Linked DNA regions of Sus scrofa: region 1 is linked to region 2. A link is a contact called in public Hi-C data. All regions are on one chromosome and are shown on one strand. Each heading gives the region's core, a stretch centred on a gene start, on an enhancer-like site or on the middle of the called end of the contact. The rest is flanking DNA. Distances are from core to core; before and after follow the strand shown. Region 1 holds the start of MED12 (mediator of RNA polymerase II transcription subunit 12). Region 2 holds the start of SNX12 (sorting nexin-12).

Region 1 (4,743 bases), core at 2,209-4,708, 42 kb after region 2:
GATGTAACCCCACCACTGTAACCGGTATTAAGCAGAGACGAAAGCTGGGTATCCAATATCGTCACAGGCTCAAAAATCCTCAGACCACCTAGATCCCAGGAAGGATGTGTTCACCACCACCACCATTCCCAACCACCTCTCTTCTAAATTATTTAATCCCATGTAGTGGAGGGTCTGAACCTCCCCCTATCCTATGCTATGCCCCTTCCTTGGCTCAATCACACTGACACCACTATCAAAGCTCTACTGTCTTGGCCAGATGAAACATACAGTCTTGGCTCCTGTGGGCACATCTATAGCTCTTTCCTCTGACCTAATCCAGACCAGAATATCCACCTTTAGCTGTTGTGGGAGCAGCGTCCCTGTTGAGACTGGTGTGGAGGTCTGACTTAGAGGTAGATTCTGCAAATAAAGGAACAATACTAGCTTTAAACTCTTCATCTTCCCCCACATCTGCTTCTCTTCCTGTGTTCCATATCTCAGTTAATGGTATCATCACCCTCTCAGTCATCCAGACTTGAAACCTCAAAGTCATCTTCAATTCCCCCGTCTCTTTCACCCTGAGAATCCAATCAGCTTTACTTGTGTTGTTTCTCCCAGCAATGTCTTCCTTTCCATGGCCACAGCCACTGTGATAAATCAATCTTTCATTCCCTCTAGTCATGATTATTACCGGAACCCACTAACTTGCCTCTCTTTCTAAAGGCCCCCTGCTCTCTAATCCATTTTTCATTCTGTTTCCAGACTTATCTTACCCCCCAAACAGAGAGCTGACTGGAGATACTATTTACAGAAAGAATTTATTTAGTAAACATTTATTGAGACTTTAATATGTGCCAGGAAAAGACAAAAAAACAAAAACAAAAACAAAAAAAGGAGTTCCTGTTGTGGCGCAGTGGTTAACGAATCCGACTAGGAACCATGAGGTTGTGGGTTCGATCCCTGCCCTTGCTCAGTGGGTTAAGGATCCGGCGTCTGCCGTGAGCTGTGGTTTAGTTCGCAGACATGGCTCAGATCCCGCGTTGCTGTGGCTCTGGCGTAGGCTGGTGGCTACAGCTCTGATTAGACCCCTAGCCTGGGAACCTCCATATGCCGCAGGAGCAGCCCTAGAAAAAGCAAAAAGACAAAAAAATATATATATATATACATATATATGTGTGTGTGTGTGTGTGTGTGTGTGTGTGTATGTATGTATGTCAGGCACTGTGCTTATATTCTATCCACCCTAATTTTCTGTGGGTTAAAATTCCTCAGGGTTACCTCCTCCAATATGTTTTTCTCTCCCCAGTCAAAATTAATTTATCTTCCCATTGTGATTCAATAACATTTTCTTACTGTTACTTTCATTGGTTATTGGCTAGCTTTATAATTTTTATCTATTGTTATTTGTTAACCTGTATTATAACCCTCTTTTCTCTAAAAGGCAATACCATCATAAAAAGAATATCAAGTCAAGGAGTTCCCGTTGTGGCTCAGGAATTAATGAACCCTGCTAGTATCTATGAGGATGCCAGTTCAATCCCTGGCCTCGCTCTCTGGGTTAAGGATCCAGCATTGCTGTGAGCTGTGGCGTAGGTTGCAGACGTGGCTCAGATCTGGTGTGGCTGTGGCTGTGGTGTAGCACAGCTGCAACTTCCATTCGATCGCCAGCCTGGGAACTTCCAGGGATGCGGCCCTTAAAAAAAAAAAAAAAAAAAAAAAAAAAAAAAAAAAAAGTCAGGAAAAGTATGATATCACTGGATTTCCCATCGTGGCACAGTGGTTAACGAATCCGACTAGGAACCATGAGGTTGCGGGTTCGATCCCTGCCCTTGCTCAGTGGGTTAACGATCCAGCGTTGCCGTGAGCTGTAGAGCAGGTCGCGGACGCGGCTCGGATCCCGCGTTGCTGTGGCTCTGGCGTAGGTCGGCGGCTACAGCTCCGATTCAACGCCTAGCCTGGGAACCTCCATATGCCGCGGGAAGCGGCCTAGAAAAGACAAAAAAAAAAAAAAAAAGTATGATATCACTCATATGTGGAACCTGAAAAATGCAACAAACTAGTGAATGTAACAAAAAAGCAGATTCACAGATACAAAGAACCAACTAGGGGTTACACTGGGAGAAGCGAGAAGGGGGAAGGACAGTTTAGGTGTAGGAGACTATAAGATACAAACTATCACGTATAAAATGAGCTAAAAAGATATATTGTATAACATGAGGAATGTAGCCAATATTTTATAATTATGAATGGAGTATAACCTTTAGAAAATACGAACCACTATACTGTGCACCCGTAACTTATGCAATATTGTACACCAAATATACTTCAATTTAAAAAAGCAGGGGGAGTTCTTAGTGGGTTATAAACCTGACATACTAGTATCCATGAGGATTCGGGTTCCATCCCGGGCCTCACTTAGTGGGTTAAGGATCCTGTTGCAGTGGCTGTGGCTGTGGCAGGCAGCTGCAGCTCGGATTTGACCCTTAGTCTGGGAACCTCCATATGCTGAAGGTGCGGCCCTACAAAAAGCAAATAAAATTAAATTAAAAAGCAGGTAAAAAAATAGAATAGCCAATGATATGATATACCACTTAAAGAAGAGTCAAGGAAAAAAACCCTAGTCTCAGCTCTGTTATTCAGTAGCTATATAAACCAACTCCCACTCCTTGAGAATCAGCTTCCTCATCTACAAAATGGAGACAATAATAATCCCTAACACATGGGGCTTTTGTGGATTAAAAGAGATAATGTCTGAAAAGCATCTGATACTTAATAGGTGCCTCTTTCTATAGAGCAAGCGTTCTTAACCTGGAGTTCCTGAATCTTCGGAGTATATATGGATGAACTTCGTGGAGGGGTGTGTGTGTAAGAATCTCCGTGGAAAGTGTCTAACGTTTTGTATATCTCTACGTGCTTTTTTTTTTTTTTTTTTTTTCTGGGAAGAAGGGCCGTAGCTTCCACCGCATTTTAAAGGGACTTTGAATCAGAAGAGGTTAAGAACCTCAGTGCTAGACCATAGGGACCTTGAGGGATTAGAGCCGACCTTTGTGTGTGTGTGGGGGGGGGGGGGGTTAATATGTGTTTCCTTATGCATACATCGTTTCTAATCTTCACAACAGTCCCTTGAAGGAAGTGTTTGTTAGTACACCCATTTTTCAGATGCGGAACCTGAGAAATGAAGAAGCAGTTTGGAAAAGGCAGAGTTCCCAACAAACGCACAGACGATCAAGCACTTATTTATTCTAGGCCGGGAACGGAGGGAGGTGCTGGGAACGCAATTCTAACCGGAGCTCGGTGCGGTGGCCGCCTCCCGCCTCGCGGGTTCGCATCCCCAGTCCAGCACAGGGTTAGCGAATGTCGCAAAGATCTTGACTGAGTGAAGTCGATCTGCGGCCGCCGGGGCAGAAAAAGCTCCCCCGGCGCCGAGCTCCGCCCCACGCCGGGTGGGCCCCGCCCCCGTTCCCCCCCCTACCCCGCGGTCGGTATTGTCCGACGGTTCCCGGCGTCCCTCGGTTTACCTCGGTAGTTTCCGGCAATGATCGAGAGTTTCTAACGTGCCCCCTTGTTGTCTCTCGGCTGCCGTCCTCGCCTCCGCTGCCCCCCTTTTCGGCTCCCTCTCCCCCTCCCCCAGCGGCCGGGCCCGGCTGGCGCCTCTGGCGCTACGGGCTGGGCAAGATGGCGGCCTTCGGGATCTTGAGCTACGAACACCGGCCCCTGAAGCGGCCGCGGCTGGGGCCTCCGGATGTGTACCCTCAAGATCCCAAACAGAAGGAGGTACGTTCAAAAATCCGGGCTCCCCAGGGGCCGGGGGCCAGCGATCGGCAGAAGAGGAAGCACTGAAAGCTTGGCGGGGGGGGGGGGGGGCGGGGCGGTTCGCCGGGAGCGAAAGTCCCGAAAGGGGGAAGAGTAAAGTGGGCTGGCGTAGGAGAGTAGGATCTGGTGGGGGTGGGGGGTGGTTCCTGGGTGCCAGCTGGGAGTGATATCGGGGCCACGCTGGAGGCGCCCCCCTCTACACACACACACCTCAGAAAGTTGTCTGAGGCAGCTGGGTGAGCAACGGCTGCTCTGCTTCCAAGCTCGCAGGGGAAGAGTGCTGTTGAGTGAGCTCTGGGGGATTGGGAATCTTAGTGACTGTGGGGGTGAGGGTGGGGTCCAAATGAATGTTAGGGCCTAGCTTTAAATAACAATCTGTTCTACTCCGAATCCTCCTCCTCCCTTCCCCCCTCCCCATGTTCCCTTCTCTTCTGCCCTCTCCCACCACCAACCTTCCCCCCCCCCCCCGTGGCGGGGGCTAACATGTCGTTTTCCCGCTTTAGGATGAACTGACAGCCTTGAATGTAAAACAAGGTTTCAATAACCAGCCCGCTGTCTCTGGGGATGAACATGGCAGTGCCAAGAACGTCAACTTCAATCCTGCCAAGGTGAGACAACCCTGCCAAGCTGAAGGAAAAGGCTGGAAGAATTTGAGAAGGCGCAAAGGCCCTGGGTTGGGAAGACTTAAAGGGACCACCTAAATGGCTGAGTTTTCCTTCATAACCTCATGCTACCACATTGGCATTTGCCTATCAAAGGCACAACCACCTCTCTACCCCTTCTTCCCACCCTGAGGTGTAGTTTTCTTCCCTCAGATCAGTTCCAACTTCAGCAGCATTATTGCAGAGAAGTTACGTTGTAACACCCTCCCTGACACTGGTCGCAGGAAGCCCCAAGTGAACCAGAAGGACAACTTCTGGCTGGTGACTGCACGATCCCAGAGTGCCA
Region 2 (4,281 bases), core at 530-3,029:
CCGTTCATAATCCCTATGGTTCTTGGGTTATACATCAAGACAATGTCTTCAAAACCCTACAGCAGAGTTCTTAAAATGAACAAGTTACGCCCAGGCTTCCTCAGGTAATTAGGTTCTCTACCACTAACAATTCCCAGCTTTTATCATATTTTGAGGGATCTACCTCCCATTCTTCCCCAGAGAGATGATTTCGAACAGTCCTGATATAGAGAAGTTTTTCTCATTTTTTGCTATCAGCGTTTCTTCAGTTTGGACTTCTCCAAACTTGAATTTGGAGATGATCATTTCTCAATTTGATTTCAAAAACCCAGATGGGAGAGCACACTCTCTCATTCAATTCATTCAATCAAAAATGAAAGCACATACACTCTTTTAGGTCTTCAAATGCTGTTTGAGCAGCATGCTGTCCATAGAGAATATTCTGGCCCTCTAGTCTGAGAAGAAAACATAAGGAAAATTAGAAAACGGCTCTCAAACTTTTTGCCTGTAACCACTTCAATGGGGCCAAAGAACCTGCAAACCATGTACTCTGCACATTCCACCCTAGCGTTGTGGACTAAGAACTAGAGAATAAAGTCCTCTGTAGTGCACACTGGAAGAAGCCATTCCTGGGGCAGTCTTGAAATGTCAGATGTTAAAGTTAAATACAGACCAGGGATTAATATAATGAATCCAAAAGGTTAACCTAGAGCAGAAAGGGCAAACGGCCATTTATATACAGAAAACCCAAATGAGAGCCAGTAAATATTGAAATAAACATTCTGGATACTTCAAATCTAAAGGGTCAGCACAGGATGAGGGCAGCAACTAACAAGCCACCAATCTGAGTGCAAGGTCAGGTTTTCCAGTGAGCATGTAGTACCTGAGAAAACTTAAGCATAAAACACTTCTCTCCTTCAGATGTTAATTCTACGCAAGTCTGGGAAGCACTCAGTCCAAGGGGACTCTCCTAGAAGAGTCTCTCCACCAAGCCCACTGTCTTCCTTTCCTGGTGTCTCTCTTCCCTTTAATCCAGGCTCTGCTTAACGCCATCATCCAGGGAGACCTCATTAGGAGGAAGCCAGGCCTTCCGGTTCCCCCTCTTCAGGTTGACTTCCCACAACCTAGTTTAGTAATGGGACCCCCGCCTTGGCTTGCCATCACCAGCTCTTTTCCACTCTTCCTTAACCCCTTGTGTTGCTACAGTTCTGATCCCTATTTCCTTGAATATATCACTCTAATCCTCTCCATCCTCCCTACCGCCTTCAGTCATGCTTCATTTCTTGCTCATGGCTACTTGCTTTCCCTCAAGCCAGTCTGATGTCCCCCTCAGGAGTTTTCTGTATCCTCGGGCCACAACCGAATGTGCAGACCTCTCTGCAAACCTGTAACACCCCAACCCCCAAATGACCCCTCAAGTGCCTTCTCCACCATTAGCCGTCCCTATGGCAGCCTCCTCCCCGCCCAGCCGCCCGGTCCTCCCTCAGCTGTCTCCCTCACCCCGTGACTCACCCGCATGCGAACCTCATAGGTGGTGAAGCGCGCCCGGCCCACGCCCACCGTCTGTGGATTAAAGATGTCGATCTCCAGGAAGTTACTTGGCGGCCCGTAAGCGTCGGTCAGGTCCTGCGGCTTCGAGTTAAGGCGCCGAGTGTCAGCTACTGCCGTGTCCGACATCTTTCCGAAGGAGAAACCGGGACCGGGGAAGGGGGGGTGGGGGACAGAAGCCGGAGGCAGGAGCGCGCACGGCCCCTCCCGCTTGCAAAATAACCAGCCAACCTACTGACGGCGGCACCGCGTACGCGCGCCCACGCACGCACGCACGCACGCGCACGCTGCCGCTGCCCGGGGCCGGGCACTCTGAATAGCGGCCATGAGGTCGTTTGGAAGTGCTGTCGGAGGAGGCCTCATTCAGACTTCCGGGCGGTGTTACTGGCCGCCCCGGAACCTGCATTTCCAATACGCACACCCCTAGTGTCCTGGGAAGCACTATAGGCGAGATCCGCCAATCGCTGCTCCTCAGCCCAAGAAATTGTCTTACACCATGCGTCAATCTGCAGTGGGCACTGCCCCGCAAGCTTGGATTCTGCAGTGATAGGCCGAAGCCCCGTGACCTGAATAAGTACCGGTTTTGCACGAAAGTAGAAGGGTGGTCTCCGGAGGGTGGGGTTCCGACAATAGTATTAAGAACCTAGAACGCAGCCCAGCCACTTGTGCTACTGATAGTTTCAATTCATTTCACACGCAATTGAGCCCTATTTATGGTGCCAAAAAAGCAGTGAGCATGAGGTCAAAAAAGACGATTTCTCATTCTCACTTCTTAGGAAAATTTGGGCATATCTTTATCCTCCACTTGTTGCCACATAAAAGCTAATTTCAAGTGTTCTCAGCAAACCAAGGGCATTTCTTTCAATACCTTCTATTTCTATTCTGCAAAACTCCACACTTGGCACTCTGAGGTTGCTTGCTTGCAGCCCGTAATGGAGATAGAATATGTGTCTTCATGAGAATATCTATAGAAATACTAGTATTTATATGACAAATTTACACATAGCCCATTTAAAGGGAGTAGCGCCCATATCAATAGTGCTAATTTTAGGTCATCCTTTCTCCTCTTTGCACCAGCACTCTTCTGCTCAAAAAAAAAAAAAAAAAATTCCCATGTCATTTATGCCTGAAATTCTTTCAACGGAGTACAAGGTCCTATAATTTCACAATTAAGTTATTTAATTCAATTTAACTGATATCTCCTAAGCAACTACTCATGTGTCAGGCACCGTGCTAAATACTAAAGACCTAGAGTTCAGTAAGAGTCCCTGCCCTCAAGGAGTTAACATTCTAGAAAGGGAGATAAGTGAATAAAACTATGATAATGTGACAAATACAAAATAAATGAATGTTCAAAGCAGTGCAGAGGACATGAATACTTGGAGGAGTTAGGGAAGGCTTCCTGGAGGAGGAACTATGTGAGTTTGACACACATGAAAAGATGTAAAAGACAACCAGGAGTAGAAATGGGGAAAGGTAATTTCTTGCAGAAGGAATAGCATATGCAAAGGCATCCAGCTAAGAAACAGCATGATATTTTAGGAAATTGTCATCAATTCAGGTTGTGTAATGGAAGTACTTAGAGAGGTAGGCTGGCTGGGGATGGGCAGAAGAGGATCCTTCTATTTAAAGCAAAGGATCTTTGACTTTATGATGAAGGCAATAGGGAGCCACAGAAAGATCTTCAACAGAAAAAAGACATGATCAGATTTGTGTTTTAGAAGGATTCTTTTGCAGGCAAGATGGAAAATGTAGTTGAGTTAAATGTGACCAATTATGAACGTACATATGGTAGCACATGGATCAGGTGGTGGGAATGGAGAAAAGGGAAAAGGCTGAGATCAAGGAAATAAAATAGGAGTTGTATTTGATTAGATATAGTGGTAATATAGTATAGAGCTTAAATATGTGGGCTATGGACTTAGGCTGCCTGAGTTTAAATCCTTGCTTAATAGCTGTATATCATTTTTTTAAGGGCCACACCCACGGCACGTGGAAGTCCCCTGGCTAGGGGTGTGGGATCCAAGCCACATCTGTGACATACACCACAGCTCAAGGCAACACTGAATCCTTAAATCACTGAGCAAGGCCAGGGATCGAACCCAAGTCCTCATGGATACTGGTTGGGTTCCTTACTGCTGAGCCACAACAGGAACTCCCTTAGCTGTATGACCTTGAACATGTTATCCAACAAGTTTTCCTCCTCTGTAAAATGGAAATAAGACTAAAAGCTACCTCTGGGGTTTTTGTGAGAATTAAATTAAATTAAATATGTGCTAACAGTAAGTGTTCAGTAACTATTAGCTATTACTGCTATTTGAGGGGAGAGGGAACAAATAGATACAATGACTCCTAGGCTTCTGATTTAGGTAACTAGGTGGATGCTGGTACTACCAATCAAAATTGGAATGACAGGGAGTTCCTATTGTGGTTCAGCAGAAACGAATCTGACTAGCATCCATGGGGACACAGGTTTGATCCCTGGCCTTGCTCAATGGGTTAAGGATCCGGCATTGCCATGAGCTGTGGTGTAGGTCGCAGAAGCTGCTAGGATCCTGTGTTGCTGTGACTGGCAGCTGCAGCTCAGATTCAACCCTAGCCTGGGAACCTTCACATGACGCAGGTGCGGCCCTAAAAAGACAAAAAAAAAAATGGAATTATAGAAAGAAGAGTAAGTTTGGGAAGGAAGACAATGAGTGCAGTTTAGATAAATCTGGAGTGTCTGTAGGACATCCAGATGTCCAGGAGGCAACT

Evidence for each region. A called contact is a pair of places that touch in the nucleus more often than the background predicts.
Region 1: a contact with region 2 is called in a Hi-C map of liver, with 8 times the contacts expected there. The contact joins the promoter of MED12 here to the promoter of SNX12 in region 2. A contact is called at or near these places in 1 of 5 promoter capture datasets (liver), 8 of 47 Hi-C or Micro-C datasets (alveolar macrophages, embryonic fibroblasts, epiblast stem cells and 4 more) and 2 of 2 datasets of contacts at active chromatin or transcription factors (alveolar macrophages and skeletal muscle).

The regions. Positions count from the first base shown.
Region 1 is chrX:57,147,426-57,152,168 of Sscrofa11.1, forward strand. MED12 (mediator of RNA polymerase II transcription subunit 12) reads left to right here and starts at 3,459. Exons shown (of 45, transcript XM_001927848.6): 1 at 3,459-3,756; 2 at 4,299-4,403; 3 at 4,611-4,743. The coding sequence starts at 3,658. It also overlaps a transcript of IL2RG not described here.
Region 2 is chrX:57,106,857-57,111,137 of Sscrofa11.1, forward strand. SNX12 (sorting nexin-12) reads right to left here and starts at 1,780. Exons shown (of 4, transcript XM_001928070.5): 1 at 1,492-1,780. The coding sequence starts at 1,656.